2 separate regions of the Columba livia genome follow, and region 1 is linked to region 2. The links are chromatin contacts, called in public Hi-C maps. All regions are on one chromosome and are shown on one strand. The core of a region is the stretch at or near the end of the contact, and the rest is flanking DNA. Distances in the headings are between cores, read along the strand shown. Region 1 overlaps CHD7 (chromodomain helicase DNA binding protein 7). Region 2 holds the start of LOC110361709 (spidroin-1-like).

Evidence for each region. A called contact is a pair of places that touch in the nucleus more often than the background predicts.
Region 1: a contact with region 2 is called in a Hi-C map of liver, with 3 times the contacts expected there. The contact joins the enhancer-like site here to the promoter of LOC110361709 in region 2. A contact is called at or near these places in 2 of 2 Hi-C or Micro-C datasets (crop and liver).

Annotation. Positions count from the first base shown.
Region 1 is chr2:124,010,408-124,016,865 of bColLiv1.pat.W.v2, forward strand. CHD7 (chromodomain helicase DNA binding protein 7) reads left to right here. Exons shown (of 39, transcript XM_065053626.1): 24 at 415-574; 25 at 3,658-3,747; 26 at 4,410-4,513; 27 at 5,887-6,016; 28 at 6,297-6,369. Among named protein-coding and RNA genes, the nearest start is that of CHD7, 120 kb to the left of the region's middle. Within about 2 kb of position 3,369, at least 1 of the 3 cell types and tissues checked has an H3K27ac peak away from gene starts, as active enhancers do.
Region 2 is chr2:123,878,316-123,884,936 of bColLiv1.pat.W.v2, forward strand. LOC110361709 (spidroin-1-like) reads left to right here and starts at 1,292. Exons shown (of 4, transcript XM_065053495.1): 1 at 1,292-1,337; 2 at 4,745-5,393. The coding sequence starts at 1,292.

The DNA.
Region 1 (6,458 bases), core at 2,119-4,618, 130 kb after region 2:
GCAACATTCTTTCCCTTAAATCAGTTTTGAAAAACTATTCTAGCATAATTTTTAAGTGGCACCTACTGCTGGAGTCAATCTCCTTTCAAATTGCTATAAATCAGAAGCGTGTTTCCTTATGGCCATTCAGATTTGTGAGAATTTTTGCAAGAAATATTTATGTAACACCATTTTCTGGCTAGCGCTCTGAATTTTTGAAATCTCCACAACTACATTTGCATGAAAGTTTGGGTTGATTTTTGTTATTTGCAGTTCTCTGTACTGAATTATGTTGCCATTCAGTTTTTGGTGGGTGTGTTGCACACAAAGGAATTAATATAGCAGTGATACTTAGCTTTAAACACGTTTGCAATGCAGTTTGTGGTGAGAGCTTTTCCATTCAGATTGTGTAAGAAATACTGGGGTTTTCTGTAGGTCTGTCTGCACCAGTGCCCAGAGGGAGGAAAGGCAAGAAAGTAAAAGCCCAGAGTTCACAGCCAATGCTGCAAGACGCCGATTGGCTCGCAACCTGTAACCCAGATGTATTATTTCAAGAAGACAGCTATAGGAAACATCTCAAACATCACTGTAATAAGTAAGTATTAATAAATATTTCATTTAGAGGTTTTGTAGGTTTTTTGTGGTTTTTCTTTTTTTTTTTTTTTTTTTTTTCACTACGTGCTTTTGAAAAGTTCACAACTTAAATTTGTATGTTTTTAATAGAACAGAAGGCCATTTAATAGGATGTAAAGGCCATTATTACTTTTTAATTTGAGAATAATCATATTAACAGATAACTGGCTGCTTCTATAAGCTCTTCATGACTGATCAGCACTTAAAACACAGTTCTGATGAAAATCATTTTCTACTTAACTGTATAAAAATGGAATCAGATAAGGTTATTCTTTTTACCATTTAAAGAAAAGACTATATCTCTACACTGTCTGTCTCTCTTGACAATTGGCTATCCTTAACAAAGCTGTTTGTTTCTTACCCTTCTTGTGGGGTCTCTCAGGCTGATTTCCTTAGAGTTCTGTTCCTTAGATGTTAGATATCCAGTTCTTAGTTTCAGAATTTCATGTGGTAGTTCACCTGTGTGTGGGTGTATCTCTTCATTCTTTTTCTCACTTCCTCTCTTGCTCTCCACATTATACAGAGTATTTCTTCTTTTCTCCTTTGTTTGAGATAAAATATCTCACAGAGTTCTCTTACCTAAATCAGTGCCCTGATTTGATTTTTGAAATTCTAAACATGTTACTAAACTGAAAACCTTTGGGGATAAAGATAATTGTATTTTGATTTGAATGTTACATTGTTTTATTGTTGCATGAATGTCTCTTTAAGAGCCTCTCTTGCATTCTTTTAGCTTTTGTTTTGTGATATCTTAGTTATTTTTGTGTCACCTTCCTTTAACAGTGCCCTTGTTCTCCATCTTAGTTTTGCTTACCATATTCTTCATTACAGACACCGAACCTAACCTTAGTCCCAAAACTATCTTGTTTGGGGGCTGGGGGAAGTTTTCTGCTTTTTGGATTTGGGGGATTTTGGTTTGTTTTGGTTTTAAATTTATTTTCTGCGTTGTTTATATACACCAAGTAGATGTAACACAGTGTTACTGAAAGGTGGTCATTCTTTTTGTGATTTTAATATTATTGTGTCTTACTGTTTATTGGAAATAAATTATTGATCTGAAAAGTACCTGTGGCCTGTCAATAGGTGGTGTGATGTGAAGGAGGAAAGGCATTTAAGGGGTTTATTAGCTCGTTTCCAGATGTTAACCAAGATTAATTCTCAGCTGATGAAGAGAGATACTTATGGAATTACGTGAGCAAGTGCACATCCAAATAAACTGCTTCCTCATTTTTTCTAAACTGTTAGTTCAATTTCTTATTACATTTCACTTGCTCCTAAAGTAATTAAATTCTTTCCTGTAACATTATTTTCATCTCCCAGGTAACATGTCTTCATTACTTGTTACATCAGTTTGCAGATCAGACTTAAATTCATTTTTAAAATATTGTTTCTGTAATAGTACAGTAGAACAATTAGAAGGATCGGGAAGACAAACGTGCAAGAATGTTTTCAATTGCTATCTTCTTCGTTCATTTCCCAGATCCCCCAGGACTAAGTGAATTGTAAAAGCAACATGTTTAGTAAAATCAGGTAAAATCAGAGGTGGAAGCCAATTAATAGTCTCAGTAATTTCCTTGAAAAGGTAACAGTAGCAGTTGGTTTTATAAGAGCTGTCGTCCTGTCCTTATGTAATATGTATGCTGTTTTAATTCATAGGACTCCTGAAAGGTGCAAAGAGCCTCTAATTTTTGGTTGATGATGTGTTGTTTTTTTTCCTGCTCCTCTTCTGTGGCTTGATGTAACAGCTGTTATTGGTTAATATGAAGATGACAGAGACCCTCAACAGCTTATTTACGTAGCCACACAGGGAGAAGGGACACCTTACTGGTCCCAGTTATCATGCATACAAAAAGAAGCATGTCTGACATGTTTTGAATTGTAGACATGACCTTCATTCAAATCCCTGCTCTTCTGAGGTTTGCTCAAATAACACACGTAAAACCGGGTCTTGCTCTGGTTACATCAGATCTCTAGTGAGGAGCTCTCAAAAACCGGTGGTGGTCTAAATTTTTCATGTGAGCGGGTGATCAGATTACTGCCGCCCTGGTCACCCTTGCTGTTCAGGAGCAGCAGCAATTCAACAGTTGCTGTGATGGATTTGGGGACAGTGAGAGGGCAGACTGAGTAATCTTCATTTTAGCTGGTACTGGTTTTTACTTCGTGAACTAGGCAGCAGGGGGTGCCCTGAATTGGGTAAACATAGGAGAGCAGAATTATTTTCAGGTAGATACTTCTTCTGCAGAGATGACCTCTTTTCTAGTCTCCTTGAAAAGCCAGACTCTGCCGTTCTCCCTCCTGCCAGCTTCAGCACTTGCCAGCGCTTCCAAAAATGACTGTGGTATTGCAGAGATGGGGAAAAATAAACATGGGCAATGAAGATTTTGCACTTCCTTGTAGCAGTAAGGTTGTGCACAAGTAAAATTAAACAGCAGTTTGAACTTTAAAGAGTAAAAATAGTTAATATCTCCCAAGGGAAGTGGGGGATTATTTTTCACCCCCCATTCTCAGAAGCAAAAAGTTGTATAATCTGAAAAACCTGACATTCCATATTGAGGGTTTATTGTTAGGTAGTAAAACCAGATTTTATATCTCGTTTATTCCTACAACTTCTGATGTGCTTCCAAAAATGGTATTAAGGCAGCAGCTGAGGAAATTTTATGAGATAATGAAGCAGAACAGTTACTGAAAGCCATCTGCTCAGTTGTTTACAAACTTGCTTCAATACTTCAGAGGCAGTGGTAGAGTACGTGTCTAAACTTCACAAGCTGCGCTAGGTAGAACTAAATGAAATGCGTCGGGGCCGGGCTGAGCTGGGTCCCTCTCTGCGCAGTGTAAGCGGTTGCCAGGCAGGCCTGTTGGAAGCCAGCAGAAAGCACCACACAGAGGTGATTATGTGCCACCATCTGTCACGCTTCAAGCCTACCATACAGCATGGCTAATCAGCCTTGGCAGGATGATGGATGAACAGCAGCAGCTGCCAAAAGCCACTGTTGGCAAACAGTCCTGAAGTTAAGAACTTTTTCCCCCCTCTGCCTTCCTCTCCAGGGTCCTGCTGCGTGTCCGCATGCTCTACTATCTACGACAAGAAGTTATAGGGGACCAAGCAGACAAGATCTTAGAGGGTGCTGACTCAAGGTTAGTGCAAGTGCAGGTTTATTTTTTTGCTTTATGACACTGGCTTGTATAAAGTACACCCACTATTATAATGCAGAATTTAAAGGTTGTTACACTTTACCTCTTAAATGTCCATTCTCAAGCAGCCTCATTATTTTGTCGAGAGCTGTGGGTAATTTTGTTTGGGGAGGGAACGGTGTGGAAAACAACAGAAGCAGATTTTTCAGTTCCGCTAATATTGAAGGGTTATTCTGTCTCAATTTAAAAATTAAAATATGCTAGGCCTTAAATGAATCGTATTTGGATAACTGTTGTCGTTCCACTCCCCAAATAGCCTAGTGTTGTGGTTGTATTTTTGTTTTGGTTCTTTGTTTGTGTGTGTTTGTTTTGTGGGTTTTTTTGTGTGTGTGGGACAAGTTTGGTTTTGTTGTGGTCTGGTTTTTTTGTTGGTTTTGGTGTGTGGTTTGGTTTTGGGGTGTGTTTTTTGGTTTTGTTTTGTTTTGTTTTTAACTATTGTAATTTTTTTCCAGACATTTGAATTTCTGTGTTGGATTTTTGTTTGTTTCCCCCTTTTCCCTGCCTCTCCCCGTTTATGTTTATGAAATAGCGTGCACTGTGGTTTGGCTTTTTTTTTAAGCCTTTGTAGAATAATACCTTTAATGTAAATAATGCTGTATTTACAGTGAAATAGATGTATGGATACCTGAGCCATTCCATGCTGAAGTTCCTGCAGACTGGTGGGATAAGGAGGCAGATAAATCCCTTCTAATTGGAGTATTCAAACACGGTAAGTGATGTCTCACTCTGAACAAAACTCAGTTGTAAAGCTTTCTGTGTGTGGGACTGTTCAGTCATAATATTAACAAGTATTGTTCCAAAGAACTGTTGGCTTGTATCTCCCGTTTTTTTCTTGCCTGCATTAAAAACCTAATATGAGCTGTAAATATCAGATGCTGTTTTTAAATGTTTGCAGAACATTTGAGAAAAAAACATTACTTTCTTGGCTGTAAATAAAACAGAACCATATTTGTTTAAATAATAGCCAAATAGTAAGATAGATCTCCATAAACTTTGCTTCCAGCACTGCTTCACTTGCTAACTCTGCCAACCAGTGTCAAAGTGGACGGTGGGCTTAACCTCTGCTATTAATCTGTACAAGTGCCTCCTGGGCTTTGTTCCAAGCAATATTTCACAAATGTCAGTGTTGAGAACTCCCGGTTCCCTTGAGTGGGATGCAGCCTTGTTAACTTTGAAAGGCTGGGGATGCAGAGCTGGCATGATATATACAGTGAGCGATTCCTGATTATAATCCCAATTCTCTAGAGGTCGCAGAGGTATTCTCAACAGCCCAGCCTGACTAAAGGGGAGAATGATGGCTTATAAAACCTTTCATGATTACAGTTTGGCTTGAGGCTCTACAGCAGTTAGGAGCAGTGTGTTGTAGTACAAATCCTAATTGAATTGTGCTGTTCTGCCTATGTACAGCAGCTCTGTTTGTGGGCTCAGCTGAGGCAAGTCTAGTCTAAAAATCATTTTCCTGCAGTGCACTGTTGGGATCTGCCATTTTCCATCTAGTCAACTTGGGCAGTAAAAAAGCAAACAGCAGTTTGAAAACCATAGAGGGAACAGTGTCATCTTACTGACATGCATCATCCTAAACCTAATAAGACAGGTTCGTTGGCCTTACGTATAACCCATGTATGCAGCATTTTTGCAGCCTACATCGAGGGTTCCAGCAGGGCTGGAGCTATACATAATGCGTATCTGTGTGTGTGCGTTTCCATTCACATCTGTGTTTTTCCAGTAGAGAGTGTTGAATGTGGAGAACCACTGTGAAAGCCATATAGAAAACTTAAGTTTTTCACTTGTGCGAGGTTTTTACTTTACCTTATAAAGACATTACATTGAACGCTTTCTTTCAGTATCTACTATTTGTTAATGTTATTGATGTGAAAATGTTTCTGTGCTGATGGAATTCACCAATATGAAAAATTTCATTACATGAATGAAATGATTGTTTTCAGCACGGTGACAGCTCCTTTGTTTTATTTCAAAATAAATTAAGCCAGAAAATTGTACTTCTGCTGCCTAAACGTATTATATTCACAGTTGTCTATAGCTTTTTATTTTGTTTTAAATTGTCTCCCACTCTGCATGCAGGTTATGAAAAGTACAATTCTATGAGAGCTGATCCAACGCTGTGCTTCCTGGAACGGGTTGGCATGCCTGATGCAAAGGCCATAGCTGCTGAACAGAGAGGGACAGACATGTTAGCAGATGGCGGTGATGGGTAAGGGGGACATGAGAAAATTAATAAACTTTATCAGCACTGTATATGTTGGCATGAGTTCATATGTCATATTTTGCTTACATCTTGCCTGAGGATCTGAAGTGATCGTATGATGTAAAAAGTACCTAGAACTGTTTACACAGTCGGGCATGAAATATAAATGTGTAAGTTGGTATACCATACTGATGGCTTTTGTAGCTTTTTGCTTTTGTGCATAAAATCAGCCCTTTCTCAAAAAAAGATACGATTCTTGAAAATATTTTTTTTAAATATTTTATAGTGGTGAATTTGACAGAGAGGATGAAGATCCGGAATATAAGCCAACCAGAACTCCTTTCAAGGACGAAATTGATGTAAGAACTTCAACTTTCTCTCATTATGAATATATATAATTAAGCTGATTCTCTGTGTTTATCTTAATATGCAGTTCTTAACTTTGAGA
Region 2 (6,621 bases), core at 42-2,541:
TTAAGAGGGATATATTGTGTTGCTGCACGATTTAAAACCACGAGGTATTGCATGGGTTCCTTTACATGTTACACATAGTGCATGTACTGTTTAGCGGGGAGGAAGGGGGGCGATATAATTTTTACCTATTTCTCTTCCACTGTTGCATGGGAGGAGATAGGGGAGAAGGAGGAAGACTAACAGGTTTTATTTGGATATCTTAATAAATTTGTTTGCTGATATCGTACTTAAGTATATACTTTAATATTCCTGCCCCTAGAATCTCTGGGTTTTCTTCTGCCATACTACTGCAATGTAACTTAAACAGTATGCAGTGGTGATTTATTTTAATACGGTACTGAAATCTCCATTTGTAAATAATCCAGACTGCTGCTGTGTAAGTAGCTGATGAAATGTCTTTACTGGGTCTGCTGCCTATGAAAGAAACCACAACATTAGGCAATAAAAACTACTAACAGAATGTTACAAAACCAAGACCATGACAAAGAAGCAGCATGTTGTGGATCTATCATTTTTATTCTTGGGAGAGATTTTATTATTTTTGGAACTATTACAAGACTTATGTTAAATATTGTGGATGATAAGAGGAAACAGACTCTTGGCAAACATGGAAAACCAATTACAGCATATTACCCTATTCCCCTTCCAATAAAGGAGGGGCGAAGCGAAAAGTTTATTCTTTGCTTAGCAGCTGGAGGAGAGGGAAAAGGAAAATAAAAAGGCGTTCCAGCTTTAGGATTGGCTTGAGGAAGGAGATTGTTTCTGTAGCAATCTTACCACGGCAATCCGAGCAAGGAGGCGAAACCAGCGTGCTCCACAGTCAGTTTTACCCCAGTCTAAATTAGTACACTGTTGTCAGGGGAGCGCTGCTTAAAGAAATCACTATTCTGTACTATCAGATACACTGCTCACTTAAAAATAAATTTCAAAAATTGAGCTTGGTTGCAACCTTCAACACTATATATCTCCCTGTTGTGGTGATACGTATTTCCAAAAACTTTTGATAAATTGGAGCATGCATCTGATATTCAGACATGGGATTTAACTGCTCCATCCCATGGGTCTATGTGACATGGAGGTGAAGTAACGTGTAGGGAAAAGCTACTCAAAAGGTTATTTAGAATCCAGTCTACTACATTGTCTATACATCCTTTTGAACTCCTTTCCCAAATTATAGCTTTTGTAAAATTGTCCATGGCAGCATGACTGTGGATGAATCAATGTTTTGGTTCCCACCCCCCATACAGCATAGCTATGATTTTTAAAATTCCTTCTTTAAAGAGTCAGAGATATGAATGTTTATATTGGGCAGAATCTTGTTGATTGTTGGGACTATGGTATGTTTGGTGTAAATTATAGCAGGACCTAATTAGCTTTTCTTACCCAGTACCATGTATCAGACTACCTAGAAACTGATTGTTTACTTTCCCTAGATTTAGACCTAAAATACTGAGAGGGAACAAAAGCCTGAAGTGAGATGACAGCTCAAAAGAGACCAAGGTACAATTTTAACAAATGTCAATTTAACATTGTCCAAGCTAAAATAGTCAAGTAAACAGCATGTTTTCTGATTATGGCTTGGGAAAACATTTTCAGATGCGGGAAATGTCTGAAATAATGTGATTTATAAGACAGTAGTCAGAAAGACAAAAACCTGTGGGGTTGTGTGCTGTCTCCCCTGAAGATGATGCAGGGCGAGGCTGTGGGTTTACCAGGCACTACCCAGCAGCTGAACACTGCCGCCTGCATCTGGGAACGTGGTGCTACTCCCGAACTGATGTCATGAAGCAGTTTTTAACTTTGGACACCCTAGTGCCAGGTGCACACTGGCAGTGCTGAGACCGGAGCTAAGGCAGCTTCCAGACTTGGAAAATGCGTACATGTGATTTCAGGAGGGGAGTTGGGAACAGGAACAGCAGCAAAGAGCATGAGGCAAATTAATCTGAATACACGTACACCCCGTCTGGGATTGTTGTACACAAATGCAGCAAAGTTACGTCTTGAATGTAGTTGAAAGCAGATTTTTGGTTTTTTGGTCACATTTTAATTTGTGAGGGTGACTGGACCTAATTAATGGCTTACTGGTTAGGTTCACATCAAAAGTATTTAAGACAGAGAATATCAGAACTTAAAAAATTGTGTTTCTGGTGTCCTTGAGAGTCAATCCAGCCACTTCTAAGCAAAGCATGACTGACTGACCTAAAGTAACTGGTCACCGACGACAGTCTGTCAGCCATCAGTGCTGCCCAAAAACCCAGCGGATGTGCTGTGCTGATTCTCCTTGCATCATAGTGTTCAACTCTGATCTTATCAGTAAAACATTCCCACACAGACTCATAGCTGTTGCTGTGAGGCAGAAATGAAGTTTGTGAAGTAAAATATGTGCAATATTGTAAGCCTGTCTGAGATGCATTTCTGTAAAGCCAAGTAACTACAGAAAAAAAGCATCATTACCACCAAAGAAAATCTACCTTGTGCAGTTATGTCACAGCACCAGCCTGCAGGACTGACCACTGTGCATTGTAAATTAATGCTTCAGCATTTTCTCTGGATTCCTATCCAGGTCTTAAGTCCATTTTCTTCCCAGTTTTCAGAGCTCCATGTCTTGTTTCTCGTATGTTTCTTCACATCTTTTGTACCACACTTCTCTTCCTTTTTGTGACTTCTCCCATCTTTCCCTACTTGGAGTTTGGGAGTGGGTCTCTACTTATGGGGAATGACTCAAGGAAAGTAGCAGCATATTTGCAGTTCCCTATTCTTCTGGAATACCTTTATTAACTGTCACTGGTTAAAAAAAAAACTTTTATTTCTCTATTTTGGATGAAGTGATGTTTGCTTATAACAATGCCACTATATAAACTTTACATACAGAGTTGGTTTAACTCTGGAGGAGCTGGGAGAAGTACGGGACAGGTCAGGATGCTGAGCTGTGCCTAGTGCAGACGTGCTGCAGAAGGCTGGATAACCACACCTGGCGCTGTGAACTCTGGGCATGGGTGGTTTGCAAGGCTGAAGGTTTCCCTGACTGACAGCCCTGCGTGGAGGCTGCTAAATTCTCTCCCAGGTCATCCACTACTAGTAGAACACTTCAGTACGAACAGAAGCAAAATGCAGCTGCCTATTAGCAATTTTTTTTCATCTGAGTGCTGCTGCTTCTTGTTTGTTTTGGGCTTTATTTTTAAGTTGTACATTATTTCATTCAATCCTGCTGCCTTTCTGGTTTAATTGCTATGCGAGGTGAAAAGCAGTTTTCCTTCATTGTGAGAGGAACTCTGGAGTTGTAAAATTGCTGAGTTACTGTTGCTCACCAAACGTAAAGAGGATCTCTTCAGGGTTGCAGTAGAGGAAAAGCTACTCCTGAGACTATTGCGTCAAGAGGCGAGGGATAAGCCTGCTTGCTGCAGGAAGGAGGAGATGTCTCTCATTATCTGGGTGCTGGGAGCCAATCTGATGGAGCCGTCTCCTCTTCCTGCTCCGCAGGGGCTGAGGCGTCTCTCTGAGGTATGCAAAGCAGCAGTGTGATACTCCCTGGGCTTATTAACCGCTATCAGCTGCATCTGTTTGCTCCAGACTCCACCTTGGCTCGGAAAGTCCTTGCAATTCCATGAGGTAATTCTTCCTCCTAGTGCTGCGGCTTGTTATGACGACCATGTGCTCCTATCAGAAGCCAGGGCAGAAAATGAAGAAAGTCTACCCTGAAATCCCTGTGCCCTTGCTTCCTCTTTCACAGAATCACAGGATGTTTGGCATTGGAAGGGACCTCAAAAGATCATCTAGTCCAATTCCCCCACTGGAGCAGGAACGCCTAGATGAGGTTACACAGGAAGGCGTCCAGGTGGGTTTGAATGTCTACAGCGTAGGAGACTCCACAACCCCCCTGCGCAGCCTCTTCCAATGCTCTGTCACCCTCACTGAGAAGAAGTTTCTTTTCATATTTAAGTGGAACCTCCTGTGTTCCGGTTTGTACCCCTTTCCTCTTGTCTTATCACAGAGAAGAGCCTGGCTCCATCTTTGTGGAACTCTATAAACATTAATGAGGTCACCCCTCAGTCTCCTCCAAGCTAAAGAGCCCCAGCTCCCTCAGCCTTTCTTCATAAGGGAGATGCTCCACTCCCTTAATCATCTTCGTTGCCCTGCGCTGGACCCTCTCCAGCAGTTCCCTGTCCTTCTGGAACTGAGGAGCCCAGGACTGGACACAATATTCCAGGTGTGGTCTCACCAGGGCAGAGTAGAGGGGAAGGAGAACCTCTCTCCATCTGGCCAGGGAAGGCTGTTGTGCTTCACAGGCTTTGGCTCTCACTGTCGTGACAGAGGTCAGGCTGGCAGGGAGGGTGAATCGCCCAAGTAGAGCCGCCATCTTCCTGCCAGCCAAGCAGCCTGACCAGCTGCCCCGCTCGGGCCCGCCCGGGCCCGCCCGCTCCCGGCGCCACCGCGGGCTGACCCGCGGGTGTGAGGTGAGAACCTACTGGCAGCACCGAGGCCTCCGCGGCTGCTCTGGGGCCGGTATAAATCTACGTTATTTTGATTTAGCTCGGATTGATTGGGAACAGGTCCGGACTAACATACCATAAACACCTATTAAACCGAAATAAATACGTCTACAGGGGGCTTAAGTTAAACGGGTGCAGCTTTGCCTGCGGCGGGCCCCGCACACGGCGGCCCCCACGGAGCCCGGCTCTGGCAGGGCGTCCCGCCGGCTCTCCGCACGGCCGGGCGGCACTGGTGCAGGGGCCGCGGCCGTGAGTCGCCCGAGCCGGGGCCGCTGGTCGGTCGGGCCGGGGCGCTGGGGACCGGAGGGAACCAGCCGGGCCGGCGGCGGCACGGGGAAGCGGGGGGACGGCGTTCCCTGTTGGCCGCGGCGATCAGCGCGGACGGGCCGCCGCCGCCAGGGGCAGGAGAGCCCGGCGGGTGGCGTCTGGCGGAGCGGGCCGGCTTGTCGCCGCGGGCGGGGCGGGCCGGGGGTTCCCCTGGGGAACAGGAGGCTCCGTCGCAGCCGCACCGCCGCAGGTGGGGGTTGGCCCGGCGACCCGGCCCGTCACCACGGCAACCTCCGTGCGGCGGGGGAGGGGCGCAGGTAGCGGCGCGGGCGCGGCCCGGCCCTTCACCCCCCGCGGCGCTGTGAGGGGCGAGCGGAGGCGGGTGGTTGGCGCTGTCCCCGGGCGGGGCGCCGAGCGCTCCGGCTGCCTCTGCCCATCTCGGCCCGAATCCTCCGGAGCGGCTCCCTCGCCGTGTCTGCGCAAACTTGTCCGCGGTTCCCGGCGGGGTTCCCGTGGCGATACCTTGAGGAAGCGGGTCCGGCGGTTCAGGCTCCGCGCACCGAGGCGCTGCGGAAGGGCGGCCGGGCAGGAGCGCGCCCAGAGCCCCGTCCGACAGCGAAGGCTGAGCCCGGAAAGGTGAGATTTCCCCCAGAGCGGGGGCGGCGAGAGGAGCCCCCCGAAACCAGAGCAAGGGGCGCGAAGTGCGCTCGGCACTTTGTGTGTGTGCGGGATCGGATCCCGCAGCGGCAGCCACCCCGGGGACGCTCCTTCGCGGGGCGTTTGCCTGTCCAACAAACGCGTTTCGCCGGCGCTCAGCGTTGTCCCCTCGCTCCGGGAGCGCTGCCGTGTGAGTGCGGAGCTGCGGGACGGGTGTGGGAGCAAAACCATCCCCCGCAGCCCGGGGCTGGGCGTCTTGTGGTCACCGCAAGGGCAGCCCAGCCCGTGGCCGCGTCCCCTGCAGACTCGCCCGTCCCGGGCTCCCTGCTCTGACCCCGAAGCGCTGCCGAACGGTCTCCCGTGGCACCCGGCCGGCTCTGCGACAGTAAACACACAATATCGCTATTCTGCTTGGAAAAATCATAGGAAAAATGAATTTTTTACTTACTCCACTGCGTTCGATTATTTATAATGCTATCTCAAAAATAATTTAAGTTTCTGTTGGAAAGTTACTGCAGCGGAGGAAAGCCACTTTCAATTTATTTTTCTACTTGGCAAAATGAAGGTGAAAAAAGCAGTGGAGGTAGGTATTTTGGTCTTTAAGTGGTTAGCCAATTGAACGTCTATGTCTGCAAATTCTTTCGGAACATTAGCAGCAAGTAAGCATTTCTACTGCTAGCTATTTAACTTGTGAATGCAGCAAGAGTCTATTTGGATTGTATACCCCTGCATATGCCTTCTGTACTGATACTGGCTTTAATTTTAGTATAAACTATACAGCCCTCATCTAAAGAAAAAACATAGAGAAAAGGGAAGTTCCTCATAAAGTCAACTTCTCATTAATTAAAGTCTTCCACGGATGACTCTGTACTAAATGTGATGCTTAGATAGTAAAGTTTCATCTTACAAACATAAAACCACGTTTTCTTTTTGCTCTAAAACTCGATGAAGTGCTTAAAAGCTGACGGTGGGCATAGGCAGTATTTGCCTGGACAACTCCTGCAGTTTTAATTTGCTTTTGTGGACAGGTAGAGCACACCACGGCCATTCCTGGACATTTGGCCTTTCTGAGCAGTTTCTCATTGAGGAGGCAGATAACTAAACTCACAGTGAAACCACTTCAGTGCTCAGAGATGAACACCTCTTCTCCTTTTCTGACCTCCCAACATCCTTGGGTTAGGTGGGTTTAAATAAATGGAGAAATGTA